2 separate regions of the Oryctolagus cuniculus genome follow, and region 1 is linked to region 2. Evidence: chromatin contacts called from public Micro-C data. All regions are on one chromosome and are shown on one strand. The core of a region is the stretch at or near the end of the contact, and the rest is flanking DNA. Distances in the headings are between cores, read along the strand shown.

Region 1 (7,729 bases), core at 3,319-5,818, 40 kb after region 2:
AGCCGGCGCCGTGGCTCAATAGGCTAATCCTCCACCTTGCGGCGCCGGCACACCGGGTTCTAGTCCCGGTCGGGGCGCCGGATTCTGTCCCGGTTGCCCCTCTTCCAGGCCAGCTCTCTGCTATGGCCAGGGAGTGCAGTGGAGGATGGCCCAGGTGCTTGGGCCCTGCACCCCATGGGAGACCAGGAAAAGCACCTGGCTCCTGGCTCCTGCCATCGGATCAGCGCGGTGCGCCGGCTGCAGCGGCGGCCATTGGAGGGTGAACCAACGGCAAAGGAAGACCTTTCTCTCTCTGTCTCTCTCTCTCACTGTCCACTCTGCCTATCAAAAAAAAAAAAAAAAATGCTCATTCTCAGGCTCTACCCCAGATTCAGAAACTTGTGCAAGGCAAGAATCTGCCACTGTCTCTAAGTCTCCACCTGATCCTCATATATGAGTTAGAGAACTGCTGCTTTAGATGCCATGACAAAAGAACAACTTTAAGAGGAGGCAGCTTGTGCAGAAGACAAGCCATTCACATGCCAAATGAATAATTCTCCCAAAATTTCAAGTCACGTGACAGTGACAGCGAGAACAGAGGCTGCTGTACCCATTCTGGCCCTCATCATCTCTTGTCTTCAGTCTCACCTGTTTCAAGCTTCTCTCTACATTGCCTCTAGAGATGTGTTCTGAAGGTCTGATGTTGTCAAACCTGGTATTACAACCCTTCAGTGGCTGCTCCTTGTCCGTAGGATACAGTTCCAAGCCCTAGCACATGACCCAGGGCACTTCATCATCTGCCTCTGGGTTATTTCCCTGACTAGTTTCCTCAGCACCTTCTCTCCTCCTCAGACACACCTTGTTCTCTGCAGGAAGCATATACTTCCCATATGTCCCAGACTTGGTCATAGGACTTATCTTGGAAAGTAGGGTGACAGCTCCTACTTGTGAGCAGACATTAAGTGCCATAGTTTTCTTCTCTTTCACCTTTTGCCATAACAAGATCAGCACTGTCCCAGAGAGACAGAAGCTGTTTTTAAAGCCTCAGTGTGGGGTAGGTATTAACCACAACTTGGAATGCCCATATCAGAGTGCTGGTTCAAGTTCTGACTACTCTGCTTACAATCAGGCTTCCTGCTGGTGTGCCTGGGAGGGCAGTGGATGGTGGCCCATTCGCTTGGGTCATTGCCACCTTCACAGGAAACCCAGGTGTTGTTCTAGAATCCTGGCTTCAGTCTGGCCCAGTCCCAGCTGTTGTAGGCTTCTGGGGAGTGAAGTACTGGATAGAAGAGCTGAGCTCTATCCCTGTTTCTCCCTCTGTCTCTCTGTCATTCTGCCTCTCAAATAAAAATTTTAAAAAGTCTCCATGGGCCCCAGAACCAAGGTGAAGAGCAGAAGCATGCCTGACCTACATGGCACAAGCAGCGTAAGTGGGAAACCAACTTGTGTTATTGTAAACCACTGAGGTTTGGCGGTTGTTTGTTAACTTAAATAGGCTATGATAGCACCTGTGATTATTGCGCTGTCTAGAATGTCTTCTCCCCCTGCCACCCTTCCTTGCAATCCCATCTCACCCTTCTCTGACAACAGACATCCTCATCCTTCTACACTCAGCTCAAGTGTCAGTCCTCAATCAAGTCTTTTCACCTTTCCTAGGTAAAACTGATCACTCGCACCTTTAGGATCTCCTCTAGATGTGACAGAACTGTAACCCCAGCAAATGTGCTAGAATTTTCCATAATCCTTAGAACAACCTTTCTAAAAACACCTGCAATAATAATGTGAGTCCACATTTTACAGAGTGGGAGACTTTGACTCAGAAAAGTGAAGGAAGTTGTCCAAGTTTCCTGGTCTCGGTCAGAGCCAGAGCTCTTACCAGGTGTCTCTGAACTCTGCAGTCTTTGCCCTGCTCTACAACTCCCCAAACAAGCTTTCAGATCCTCCACTCACTTGGAGAAAGTAAAAGTCTCTTCATTAACAACTGAAAGGACTGTCTCATTAATAAGAAGCCTGAAAGATTTGCATCTGAGAGTGGCTTTCTTACCCCAGAGAAGGTAATCATTTTCTTGGTGGATAAACAGATTCTAAGGCTCAGGCTAAGGTGCTGGCCACCCTAGAGAGCTGGGGCATTTTGTCTATCAGGCTATGGTGGCTATTGGGAGACATTCCCACTGATATCCCCTAGGGGACCTCTGCGAAGGTCCTTGTGAGTTTGTTACAGGGTGGGAGGCAAGGAGCAGAGGGTTCAAAACTTCAAGCAGGTCTGTTACATGTTGGTATTTCAAGTCTTAAAAAGAAAAAAATGAAAGGGGCCAAATGTTTATTTACATCTTGAGATTAAACAAGGAAAGGAAAATGACACAGTGGCAGAACACTGAACCAGACCACCCAGGTCAGACATGGGAACCCACACCTAAAAGTAGCAACTGCAATTTGAGGCTTCCAGGCATTTTGTCCTATGGTTTAGTCTTTCTCTCTCTCTCTCTCTCTCTCTCTCTCTCTCTCCTTCTCTCTCTCTCTCTCTCTCTCTCTCTCTCTCTCTCACACACACACACACACACACACACACACTTTGTTTAAGGGAGAAGTGGAAAGTATAAAAACTTTCAAATATTTTTCTCCAAATTAGCCATATTAGTGAAACAGGAATATTTTTAAAAGTACTACATTCTTGTTACATGACATGCACACTAATTTTTACAAAGCTTTCCTCTGTTTCTAGCTGGAATGCACTTATCTCTCTCACTATTTGAATGGAGCAGCTTTTCTTTTTCTACCCCCAACACTCACCTCAGGGTACATAACCTTTAAAAGATACCATCAGTAACATTAATAACAGCATTTTTCCCTTCAAGTGTAGAAGGCTGTTCAGAGCTCCAGGTGGTTGCCGGGCCAGTTTGGACGCGTCTGATTCAGTCTTTAAAAGACCATTCACTCCATATAATAAATAATAAAAGCCAGCATTTATTGAGTACTTAGCACTGTGATTGTTGTGAGCACTGGCCCACACAATCCTCAAAACAATGCTATCAGGCCAGTGCAATTATTATCGCCACTTTCCAGATTAAGAGAGTGAGGCACACAGCAGGAAGCATGGGGGATGGAGGGCGGCCAGCAGCTGCTCAAGACCAGGTTAATGATTCACTCACAGCCCTCAGGCAGCTCCTCTCAGTAGCAACTGTACCTGGCAGAGCATGTCCCCATGCACCTGTGTCCACACACACACAACTGACACAACCTCACAAACACAGACTTACTCACAGTTACACACACAGCCATACACACATAGTTATCTCACAGTTACACGTCACACACACAATCACAGCCATACAAAACACACAATCATCACAGTCAGTTACCTCAGTTACCCACATGCCACACAGCTATACACACAATCACAGCCACACACAAACCTCAGTCACACACACACACACCAGCCATACAGTCACACATGTGCAGTTACCTGTTACCCATATGCCACACAGCCACACACACACAGCCACACACAAACCTCACAGTCACACACACACACACACCAGCCATACAGTCACACATGTGCAGTTACCCAGTACCCACATGCCACACAGCCACACACAAACCTCACACACACACAGCCATACACACAATCACAGCCACACACACACCTCACACACACACTCACACACAACAGCCATACAGGCACACATGTGCACACACAGTTACCTCAACAGTTACACACACAGATGCCACACAGCCATACACAACACACACACGAACACAGCCATACACACAGCAACACACACGCAGTCATCCACAAACCCACGGTCACACACACGCACGCACAGGCTCATCTTCAACTCTCCACAACCCCGCGAGGGGCGGGCGTCCGGCAAATCGCTTGGCAACGCGCATAGAAACTCCGTCCAACGCCCGGCGTCCAGGCCGCCTCTGGGCGCTGTCCAGCGGGCAGCGCGCCTGGGAGGCCAGGAGGGGGTCCAGTCCCGGACACCCCGAAGGTGGGGCGCGACGCCAAGCAGGAGTTTCAGGCGCGAGGGGTGGGGGGAAGAGGCACCGTCCCCGGAGACACCTGTTGTCGCCTCCTCACTTGGCCCAGCGGAGCCGTCAGGGCGATCCAGATCCCTGAGGACGGCACCCGGTGGCAAACAGTGCCGTGTACCGGTGCGGGGGTCGCAGGTGTCTCTCCCACCCCCACCTGCCCGCCTCACCGGACTCACCTCATCCACTCCCAATCCCGGACGCCCGCAGCCGGCGGGAAGGTGGCGCCAGCCGGTGGCTCCAGCCGCGGCACTGGGGGCGCAAGGGGACGCCAAGCAGCCCCGCGGCGCTAGGACCTCGCGGCCGGCCAGCCCCCAGCCAGCTCCACCTGCGGGGCCCCTCCGGGGGACGCGCCCGCACTCGGGGCTCAGTTACCTGCAACGCCGCCCGCAGGGTCCCACGACGCGTCGGCCGGGAAGTCGCCGTGGAAGAGCCGGCTCGTCCGGCCCGGGGGACCCCGCCGCCCGGCTGCTCTCGCTGCGCTGCCTCCGGCCGCAGCGCCGCCGTCGGCTCCCGACTCCCGGGCTCGCTCCGCGCCCACCGGCTCCCGGCGCCGCTCCCGCCGCTCCTGATTGGCCGCGGCGCGCACCCGAGCCGCGCCCTGATTGGAGAGTGGGCGCCAGGGCGGTGGGAGGGGGCGGGGCTCCGTCGGGATCAGCTCCCCCAGCCTGGGACGCTGCAGCCCCGCGGTGCACCGCGGCGCTCGGAACCGAAGCTGAAGCCGGTGTCCGGTCCACTCTGTGCGGAGAAGACTGCGGGTCGTCCCAGCGCTGACAGGAGCTGGAAGCGTTGCTTCGCGTGAAACGGGTGTGGCGGGGAATGGGGGCTGCCCAAGAGTCCCCCAGCCCCGCGGGCTTGTTGTCGGAGACCTCCGGGCGCAGGGGGCATCGCGGCCCTGACCTCACCCCTGCTGAAGGCTTTGACTAAATGGTCGTGTCTGAGACCCTTCGCTGTGCGGCGGGCGTGGGGTTCAGGGCAGCAGCTTGTAAATATTGGGGGCCAAGCAGGCTTGTGTACTCGCTCAGCTTGTACCACACTCGGTCGCTGTGGGGTCCTGCCAGCGCTCGCGGAGGGGAAGCGACTTGTCCGAGGTCCTAATCATGTCAATGAATTATTAAGAACTCTGCGCTATGTGTTGTGGGGGAGAGAGAGACAGAAAGTGATCTTCATTTGCGAAGAACTTAGTACCTGGCCAAGGAAATGAGGCTGAAATAATAATGATCCTAACATTTCCATGGCACATTCTACTTGCCAGGCACTGGTCCGTCCAGGAGACATCTCCCTCCTCCCCTGCCCCCTCAGAAATATAGGACAAGGCTGTCAAAACCGACACTAGTTCTGAGTTTGGGAGGGATTCTCATCAGAAAAACGTACCAGGAGAATCTCCACACAGCGGTGGAGAGGCACCACTTGTTAGAACAAAGAGGAAGTATGGGGAATTATAGTTCCCATCTGCCATCACTTCTCTCATAGTTCTTTAAAAAAAATTTTAAATGTAGAGACAAAGACAGAAACACACAACTAGTTTACTTCCCAGTTGCCAGCAACAGAAAGAACTGGGCCCAGTAGAAACTAGGAGTACAGAACTCAATCCACATGGGTGGCAGGGGTCCAGCCAGAACTATCATTGCATTAGCAGGAAGCTGGAGTCAGGAGCTGGAACCTAGTATCCTACCTACCCAGTGCTCTGATGTGAGATGCCAACGCCTGTAACTACCAGCCCAAACACCCATTCCTCAGACTTATCCTTAATTCCATGTTCATGAGCTTTTTCAAGTACCCTCATAATAACTTAAAATATGTAGCAATTTTTCTTTTTTTTTAATTTTTATTTGACAGGCAGAGTTATAGACAGTGAGAGAGAGACAGAGAGAAAGGTCTTCCTTCTGTTGGTTCACTCTCCAAAGCCAGGAGCCGGGTGCCTCCTCCCGGTCTCCCATGCGGGTGCAGGGACCCTAGCACCTGGGCCATCCTCCACTGCCCTCCTGGGCCACAGCAGAGAGCTGGACTTGGAAGAGGAGCAACCAGGACTAGAACCTGGGGTGACGGCACCGCAGGCGGAGGATTAGCCAAGTGAGCCACGGTGCTGGCCTGTAGCAATTTTTCTAAAAGTGTTTTCCCCTAGTTTCATTCCCCTATATTGACAAAGCCTTTGAGTGAGAAATGTGGCTTGGTACACAAGTAGTTAAAGACACAAGCAAAAGCCACCTTGACCCTAACATCTGAATAGCCCTGCTTCCTACATTAAGGTGAGATTAAAGACTTTTGCTTTGAGGAGCCTATGACTAGGAGGAAATTAGCTCAGTGTTCTTCAGTTCATGTCGGTGGACAAAGAGTTGCTTCATGTTCCACAGAAAGCGCGGATAGGGTATGTGTTGAGCCTCACCTGGGTGGAACACCAGGGCACAGTAGGATGTAGACCAGGTGAGGGAACTTGCCTCACTGGCATCTCCTTCCAAGCACCAGAAGCACATGGAGCCATGCGCCGTTAATTCTGGTTGTTCACTTTCCATAGCTGTGGCTTTTGCCGGAGCAGAAGTTCCATTTAGTTTGGTCATCCCATCACTCAAAGAAGAGAAGCTGCCTCAGTAAGAGAACGAGGCTGCCCAGAGCAGGTTTGTCAAACTGCTCAAGGCCGGTCGCATCACTCTACCCTCCGTTCAAGGAGGACGAATGAAAGGAGGATGATGAGGTTAGGAAGTATCGGACCCCAGCACAGCCGTCCTGGAATCTGCAAGTCAGGAACCGCTTGTGTACTGGCCAGTCCTCTGTGTCATGCTTTCATTGGTTCTGCCTCCTGCATCATATTTATTTTCTGTCAACCACCAGTTAATGCTCGAGTCTCAGCTGAAATAGCCCTTTCTCGCTGAGGCCTTCACTGCCAAAAAAAAAAAAAAAGGTAGGGAACCTCTTGCTTGGGTTGCGTTCCCACCACAGCAGCATCAAACGGCCACGTTCTGGGGCTCTCTTTCCTTAGCCATCTTTCCAACCAGACTGGGCCTCACTTGACAATGCCTGGCTTAGAAGTGGAACAGAGTCAACACTCCAAAGACATGAATTGACCGACTAAAATCCTTGAAAGGTCAAAAGGGTGGCATTAAGGGCTGGCCACACACCTATCCTGGACCCTGAAGTCCCAGGCTGAATGCATATTTGGTGAAGTCAAAATGACCATCCATCCAGTGCAGCAGTGCATAGTGTATAGGTGCGTCTAGACACTTTCGGGTAAAGAAAAAATGAACTCTTTCTTCATTGTGCCCAAGATGAAACAATGCAGCTAATTTAGAAAACAGTTTGACAGTTCCTCCAACAGGTAAAGTTACCATATGACCCAGTAGTTCCACTCCTAGGTATATACCTAAAAGAATAGAAAACATATGCCACACAACCTTACTTGAATGTTACACACCATTATTCATCATAGCTTAACTACAGAAACAACCTAACTGCCATCAGCTGATGATAGGTAAAACGTAGTGGAACCATATCCCAGAATACTGCTCAGCCATAAAAATGAATGAAATACTAATACCTGCCACAAAATGGATGAATCCTATAAACATTAAGTGAAAAAGACCAGAAATAAAAGACCACATACTATATGATTCTATTTATGTGAAATACCCAGACTAGGCAAATTCACAGAGACAGAAAGCAGATTAATGGTTGCTAAGGGGTTGGGAGAAAGATTAATGTGGAGGGACTACTTAATGGA
Region 2 (6,950 bases), core at 194-2,693:
CTTCGAATAATTTCGAATAATTTGATAGCTTTTTGCTTTTTTTTTTTTTTTTTTTTTTTTTTTTTTTTGACAGGCAGAGTGGACAGTGAGAGAGAGAAACAGAGAGAAAGGTCTTCCTTTTGCCGTTGGGTCACCCCCCAATGGCCGTCGCGGCCAGCGCACTGGGGCCGGCACACCGCACTGATCCGAAGGCAGGAGCCAGGTGCTTCTCCTGCTCTCCCATGGGGTGCAGGGCCCAAGCACTTGGGCCATCCTCCACTGCACTCCCTGGCCACAGCAGAGAGCTGGCCTGGAAGAGGGGCAACCAGGACAGAATCCGGTGCCCCGACCGGGACTAGAACCTGGTGTGCCGGCGCCACAGGTGGAGGATTAGCCTAGTGAGCCGCGGCACCAGCCACAATAGCTGTTTTAAAGGTTTTGTGTGCTATATCTAACATCTCAGCCACTTGATATTAGTTTCTATTGACTGTTTTTTTCCTTGACTATGAGTAATATTTTTTCTATTTCTTTGTATACCTAATGGCTATTGATAATACAGAAAAGACATTTTGAACCCAATTTTCACCTGAAGAGCAACGATTTTCATTCTAGCAAGAAGTTTGACACTGGCTGCCCATCCTGAGCTTAGTTTTTTACTTTGCTAGACTGATTTCTTTCCTAAGCCCCTCTAATTGCTGCATGACTCAATTTCTAAACTATCTCTCATGCAGATCTCAACAGGACTGGGTTCTAAGCTTTAATAGCGTTACTCCATAAAGGGAATCGTCTGACCACATCCACAGCCTAACTCTGGCCTCTGCCTCTTTTTGGAAACAGTTATATACTCATATTGGCACACAGCCACACACATTAGCTTATACACTGCCAATGGTTGCTTTTGATCTACAACAGCATAGTTGAATAACTGTAACAAATACTGTAGGAATCACTGGGACAAAAATAATTGCTGGTCAATAATAACAATGATGATGATGATAATAATGATAATTACTACTGGCCCATTATAGAACAAAAATCTACAAATCTTGCTAGAGAACACTGTCCTTACCTTCAAGGAAAAGACTTCCTATCTTAGCTAAATGCTTGAGATGCCAATAAGGTATTAACAGTCTTCCAACAGTGCCTGGGCTGGATCACCAACGTACCTTAGTTTCACCTAACTTCTAGTACCTCTGTGCTAATCTCAATCCTGGAATGGCCGCCGTTCATAAGCTTTATATGGTTTCAGTTCGTAGCTCCCCTTCTCCACACAACTCTGTCTCCTCTGTTACCCTGCTACGATTTGAATATGGCTTGTTTCTCAAAGGTTTACTATGCTAGAGGCTTGGTCTCCAGTGTGATGGCCTTGTGGTGGCAGAAACTTTAACAAGCAGGGACCCAGTGGAAGGTAATTTATCAGAGGAGCCTCATGCTTGTGAATGGATGAACGCTATCTCTCAACAGGATCATTATAAAGCGAGGCCACCCCGTGCCTTGGCCCGTTGGTGCGGGCAGTGGTTCCCTCTCTGTTTCTCCAGTGTAATTGTGATGCAGCCAAGGGGCCCTTACCAGGATGAAAGTGCTCTGCTGTTTGGACCCTCCAGTCACTAGAATCCTGAGCCAAATTAGCCCCTTTTCTTTAAACATTACCAAGCAGCAAGTACTTGGTTAGAGCAACAAGCAGACCAAGACATGCCCTGTCCTGCAGATTCCAGCTGCTTCAATTGCTTCAAATTCTGATCTTTGTCTCCCAGCTCAACAGGACTGCTGGGCTTGGCTTAGACTGCAGCTGGCTACTGGAAGCCAGCCCAGTGATAGTCTGACGGGCTCACCTCAGGAGATTTTCTCCCCTCAGGATGGGAAATCTCGTGCTGTCTATTGAACAATGCCTGAAAACTGTTGCCTCAAACGTGTTGCTCTTTTGCAGTTGCTTACTGGAGAAGGGTCAGTTTGTTACCGGTTGGTTATAGCCAGAATTGGAAGTTCTCCTCTGGAACATTTCTTTCTGGCTAGTGTTCACTTTTAAAAAGAGAAAAAGACCAGTCCAGTTAATCTTTAATGTCTAATGTCCTGGAAATTTCTTAGAAGACTTATAGGAGTTTTATAAATTATGTAAGACTCAAAGAAGGGTTTCATACAACCTTACAGATTAATTCCATTCCTACAGAGTTGGGACAATGTTCTATTTTATTAGGTTATTTACATTATATAACACAAAAAATATTGCCTGGCTAGTGATTTAAAAGAAGTTGATTAGTCCTTGGGCATCAAATGATCCTTTTTTTCCACATGCATTCAAATAGACAGCACTATTGAAAATCTCTGTATCTACTTGTTGGACTTTTAGGTCACTGGCAAAAATTATGCAGCCATCTGTTTGGAGTTTACAAAGAAACAATCTTAAACTAGATCCTAGTATCAACCCCAAAACCCCAAGTAAGGTCATGGTTTTTTCCTGATCAAGGACAAACATCCAAAGGTCAAAAGGAAAATTAGGAATATGGGAAGAACGGAAAAAAGTAAGACTATACAGAATATGTGATTTCTTTAGTTTTCTTCTAAGGCAAGATATTCAACTAACTTACTGAGCATTAACTATGCATTCAGAATTCTACATAGTAAGTACAATGATGTACAAGCATGATTTTATACTCTGAGACCTCTGTCACAGTGGGCTACAGAAAACCACAACAATTTAATCAGGAAGTTGAAGTAATCATTTTGCTTGCTTCATAAGTTCTTAGAATAAACAAAAGCCTTGAAGGACCCATTACCCCCATGAGAAAGATCTAAATCAGTTTAAAGTCTTGGAATACCATTTCTCTTCCCTTTCCTTTTTCCACATTCCTTTCCTTTATAAAAGAACACAGGTCTTATTAAGAACTGAACAGAGTTCACTGAAGAATGTGCACACACACTCCCACATACACATTATTTTCAATAATAGATGTCTTGATGCTCCTAGAGAAAAAGGAGCGACAATGGTTGTTTGCTCTTCTTATCTCAATCTTTTCTTTCCTTCTTTCACTTAAATATTCCATTCATTAAAGACAGAAGGAGGCTGGGGCCAGGCACTGTGCCATAGCAGGTGAAGCCCCTGCTTGCAGTGCTACCATCCCATTTGGGCGCCAGTTCGAGTCCCCACTGCTCCACTTCTGATTCAGCTCTCTGCTATGGCCTGGGGAAGCAGAAGAAGACGGCCCAAGTCCTTGGGCCCCTGCACCCACATGGGAGGTCAAGAAGCTCCTGGCTCCGGCTTCTGGCTTTGGATCGGCACAGCTCCGGCAGTTGCGGCCAGCTGGGGAGTGAATCAGCGGATGGAAGACCTCTCTCCCTCTCTCTCCCTCTCCCTTTCACACTCTCTCTCTCTCTCTCTCTCTCTCTGCCTCTTTCTCTGAGTAACTCTGACTTCCAAATACATAAACATATTTTTTTTTGACAGGTAGAGTTACAGACGAGAGAGAGAGACAGAGAGAAAGGTCTTCTTTCCGTTGGTTCAACCCCCAAATGGCGCTACAGCTGGCGCTGCACCAATCTGAAGCCAGGAGCCAGGTGCTTCCTCCTGGTCTCCCATGCGGCTACAGGGGCCCAAGTACCTGAGCCATCCTCCACTGCCTTCCCAGGCCACAGCAGAGAGCTGGACTAGAAGAAGAGCAACCGGGACTAGAACCCAGTGCTCATATGGGATGCTGGCACCGCATGTGGAGGATTAACCAAGTGAGCCACGGCACCAGCCCCAATACATAAATATATCTTTAAAAAAAAAAATAAGAAGGAGGTTGACTAGGTTGACTACTGTTGAATCAATATCTCTACCTGAAAGCAAAGGTATATGAGGAAAAAACTCCAGTAAGAACATGCTACATTCCAACAATAGACAGCATCTATCCATGATTCTACACGACCTAACCTCTACTCTTTTTCTTGTTCAATCACATGTACACACCATACTCCTCTCTCCCTAGGTGTCCTTTCCCTTTCTAAAGTGCCTTTACGCATGTATGGGCATGTGTGTATATTTGTGTGTGTCTGTGTCTGCATACACATACACATAATGTGACTATATTTACAGTTTTATGTACATGTATATCCCAGGATTATAATTTTAAAATATTCTATTGTGTGATTTTTTTTTTCAAATAAATAACCCTGATGGCTTTGATATCCAAAAATTCTATAGCCCCACATTCAGACTCAAGGATCAAACCCAGGCTTGGCTAGAGAAACAAGCTAGGGGGACAGCGCTGTGGCACAGTGGGTTAATGCCCTGGCCTGAAGCACTGGCATCCCATATGGGTACCGGTTCAAGTCTCACCTGCTCCACTTCCAATCCAGCTCTCTGCTGTGGCCTGGGAAAGCAGTAGAAGATGGCCCAACTCCTTGATCCCCTGCACCTGCATGGGAGACCCAGAAGAAGCTCCTGGCTCCTGGCTTTGGATAGGCACAGCTCCAGCCGTTGTGGCCAACTGTAGAGTGAACCATCAGATGGAAGACCTCTCTCTCTCTCTCTCCCTCTCTCTCTCTGCCTCTCCTCTCTCTGTGTAACTCTGACTTTCAAATAAATAAACAAATCTTTAAAAAAAAATAAACAGGGTAGGCATTGCTTCTGACCTTTGGTGCATTCCTGAGGCAGTGACCTTGAATGACATCCTGGCCCCTAAACAGTGTGTCACATTAGTGAATGGCCTCATAGGAGGTCAGGCTTTAGTTTGCAGAACACTTTCCAATCCCTTGAAATTTTAGAAAAGACAGGATTACTCCATCGTGGAAATGCATCTTGGTTTACCACAATGTCCTATCTTTGGAATGAGGACACTAGTATTTTGCTAATACAAAGGTGTGGAGTTAGTGTGAATAATTTCTTTTCATCTTTGTTTTAGAGCCATGAGTCTATCATTTCAGATGCTTCAACATGAGACTATCAGTTTCCTAGGAGTCTATAAGAGTACTCTAGATCCCAATGAAGGCCTTATTTCCTAAGTGTAATTCCAAGGCTTTCCAAGAAGCTTAACAAAATATTACTACAATATTTTATTGAAGTTGAGGTGCTTTAGATGGTAAAATGCATCTAACTTCAGAGGTAAAAAGTCTTTAAAAGTAGATCTATACATACATGTATCTCCTGAATCAATGAAATACAGACTTATATTTATACCAAATAGTGGCAAGAATTACAATTAGTATATAGGTCCAGAATGCAAAGAACTTCATCGATTAGTTCATGAAAACAGTGACCATGAGATAAGTAAAGAAAATATTTCCTTCACTTGGTAAAGGAACTGGCTCACAGAGACCATACTTAGTTCAAGAATGCACAGCTAACCTTGACAGAGTTGGAACAGGATCATGAATCTCTTGCAAGACTCTACATTCTGCATTCTTCCACTATACCACATCTGTCTTCCAACAAATAGGAATAGCAGGTAGTGTTAGCCAACATCAATTTCCTCTCACTCTAGAAGATGGATCCCTATTGGTGAGGTTCTTGTTCCTGCTTTCCCAGCCTCCATCACACCTGCAGATGACCACTTCACCCATTTTCTGGCTAATTAGACATAAACAGACATGGCTAAGAACAAAGAAGTTACTACAAAAAGTTTGTGGAAAATTAAAAGTTTTAGTTTAGGACAGAAAATTTCTGTAACCCACGAATACAAGGGATCTTCAAAAAGGCCATGGAAAATGTGTATTATGAAAAAAACAATGCATGGATTTCAAAATGTTTTTTGTTCGCCAATGAAATCTTTTAGTTAAAGAATACAAATTTCATAAGTACAACTTTAGGAATATAGTGATTCTTCCCACCATACCCACACTCCCACCTCTCCTCCTCCCTCTCCCATTCCCAATCCCATTCTCCACCAAGACCCATTTTCTTTTAAAGATTTATTTATTTATTTGAAAGTCAGAGTTACACCAAGGGGGAGGGGGGTCTTCCATCCAACGGTTCACTCCCCAAATAGCCACAATGGCCAGAGCTAGGCCGATCCGAAGCCAGAAGCCAGAAGCCTCCTCCAGGTCTCCCATGTGGGTGCAGGGGTCCAAGGACTTGGGCCATCTTCTACTGCTTTCCCAGGCCACAGCAGAGAGCTAGATCGGAAGTGGGGCAGCCAGGTCTCAAACCAGCACCCACATGGGATGCTGGGGCTTCAGGCCAGGGCGTTAATCCACTGCACCACAGTGCCAGCTTGATACACATTTTCAATTAACTTGATACACATAAGACCAACTGTGTACTAAGTAGAGTTCAACAATTTGCACAAAAAGTAAAAAAAAAACTGTTCCTCAACAGTCAAGATAAGGGCTGTCAACATGTTTTCAACAAAACTTACCCCTTTATCTCCATTTTCCACAAATTTTTAAGGTAGCCTTATAATTCTGCTCAGAAGATTTTTCTTTTGTCTTTATTTCATTTTGTTTTAGTTGCCCAATGAAGGACACAGATGTAGCTCATGCAGCCCTGATCCTTCTCATTTTCCCCTTTTCCTCTCTGGAATACTGTCGTAACAGCTGCAGCTGCAATAACCAAATGAAAGGCCAAGTGGCACAGTCATTGGTCCTGATGTCCCTGAGCCAGTGAACCAGCATCAACATCCATCCATTTTTCTATTTTATATGCATGTTTGTTGTAAATATAAATATACATATATGTATTTGTGAGTATAAGCTGCTGTAATTGGGTTTCCTGACACACATGGTTAAATGCAACTCTAACTAAAACAAATTAAACTGTGGTAAGCAGAAATCTAACATGACTCCATGATCTCCACATCCTGGTACCATTCCTGTGATTACATTATATTACATGGCAAAACAGATTTTACAGATGTTAAATTATTATTCAGCTGACCTTAAGATTACCCAGTTGAACCTAATAAATGCATCTTTAAACAGGAACTATAATTCTACAACCAAACTAGAATTGAATTCTGGTAAAGGAAGAAGCTTGGAGGACACTCTGAGTTCCAGTA

The links. A called contact is a pair of places that touch in the nucleus more often than the background predicts.
Region 1: a contact with region 2 is called in a Micro-C map of ear pinna, with 1.7 times the contacts expected there. The contact joins the promoter of STON2 here to the enhancer-like site in region 2. A contact is called at or near these places in 2 of 6 Hi-C or Micro-C datasets (ear pinna and an unstated tissue).

Annotation. Positions count from the first base shown.
Region 1 is chr20:27,277,264-27,284,992 of mOryCun1.1, forward strand. It overlaps STON2 (stonin 2), which reads right to left and starts at 4,569. Exons shown (of 7, transcript XM_008271961.4): 1 at 4,390-4,569.
Region 2 is chr20:27,240,633-27,247,582 of mOryCun1.1, forward strand. All of the region lies in intron 1 of STON2 (stonin 2), which reads right to left. Among named protein-coding and RNA genes, the nearest start is that of STON2, 38 kb to the right of the region's middle. Within about 2 kb of position 1,444, at least 1 of the 8 cell types and tissues checked has an H3K27ac peak or open chromatin away from gene starts, as enhancers often do. A contact at or near this core is called in ear pinna, where this site is marked.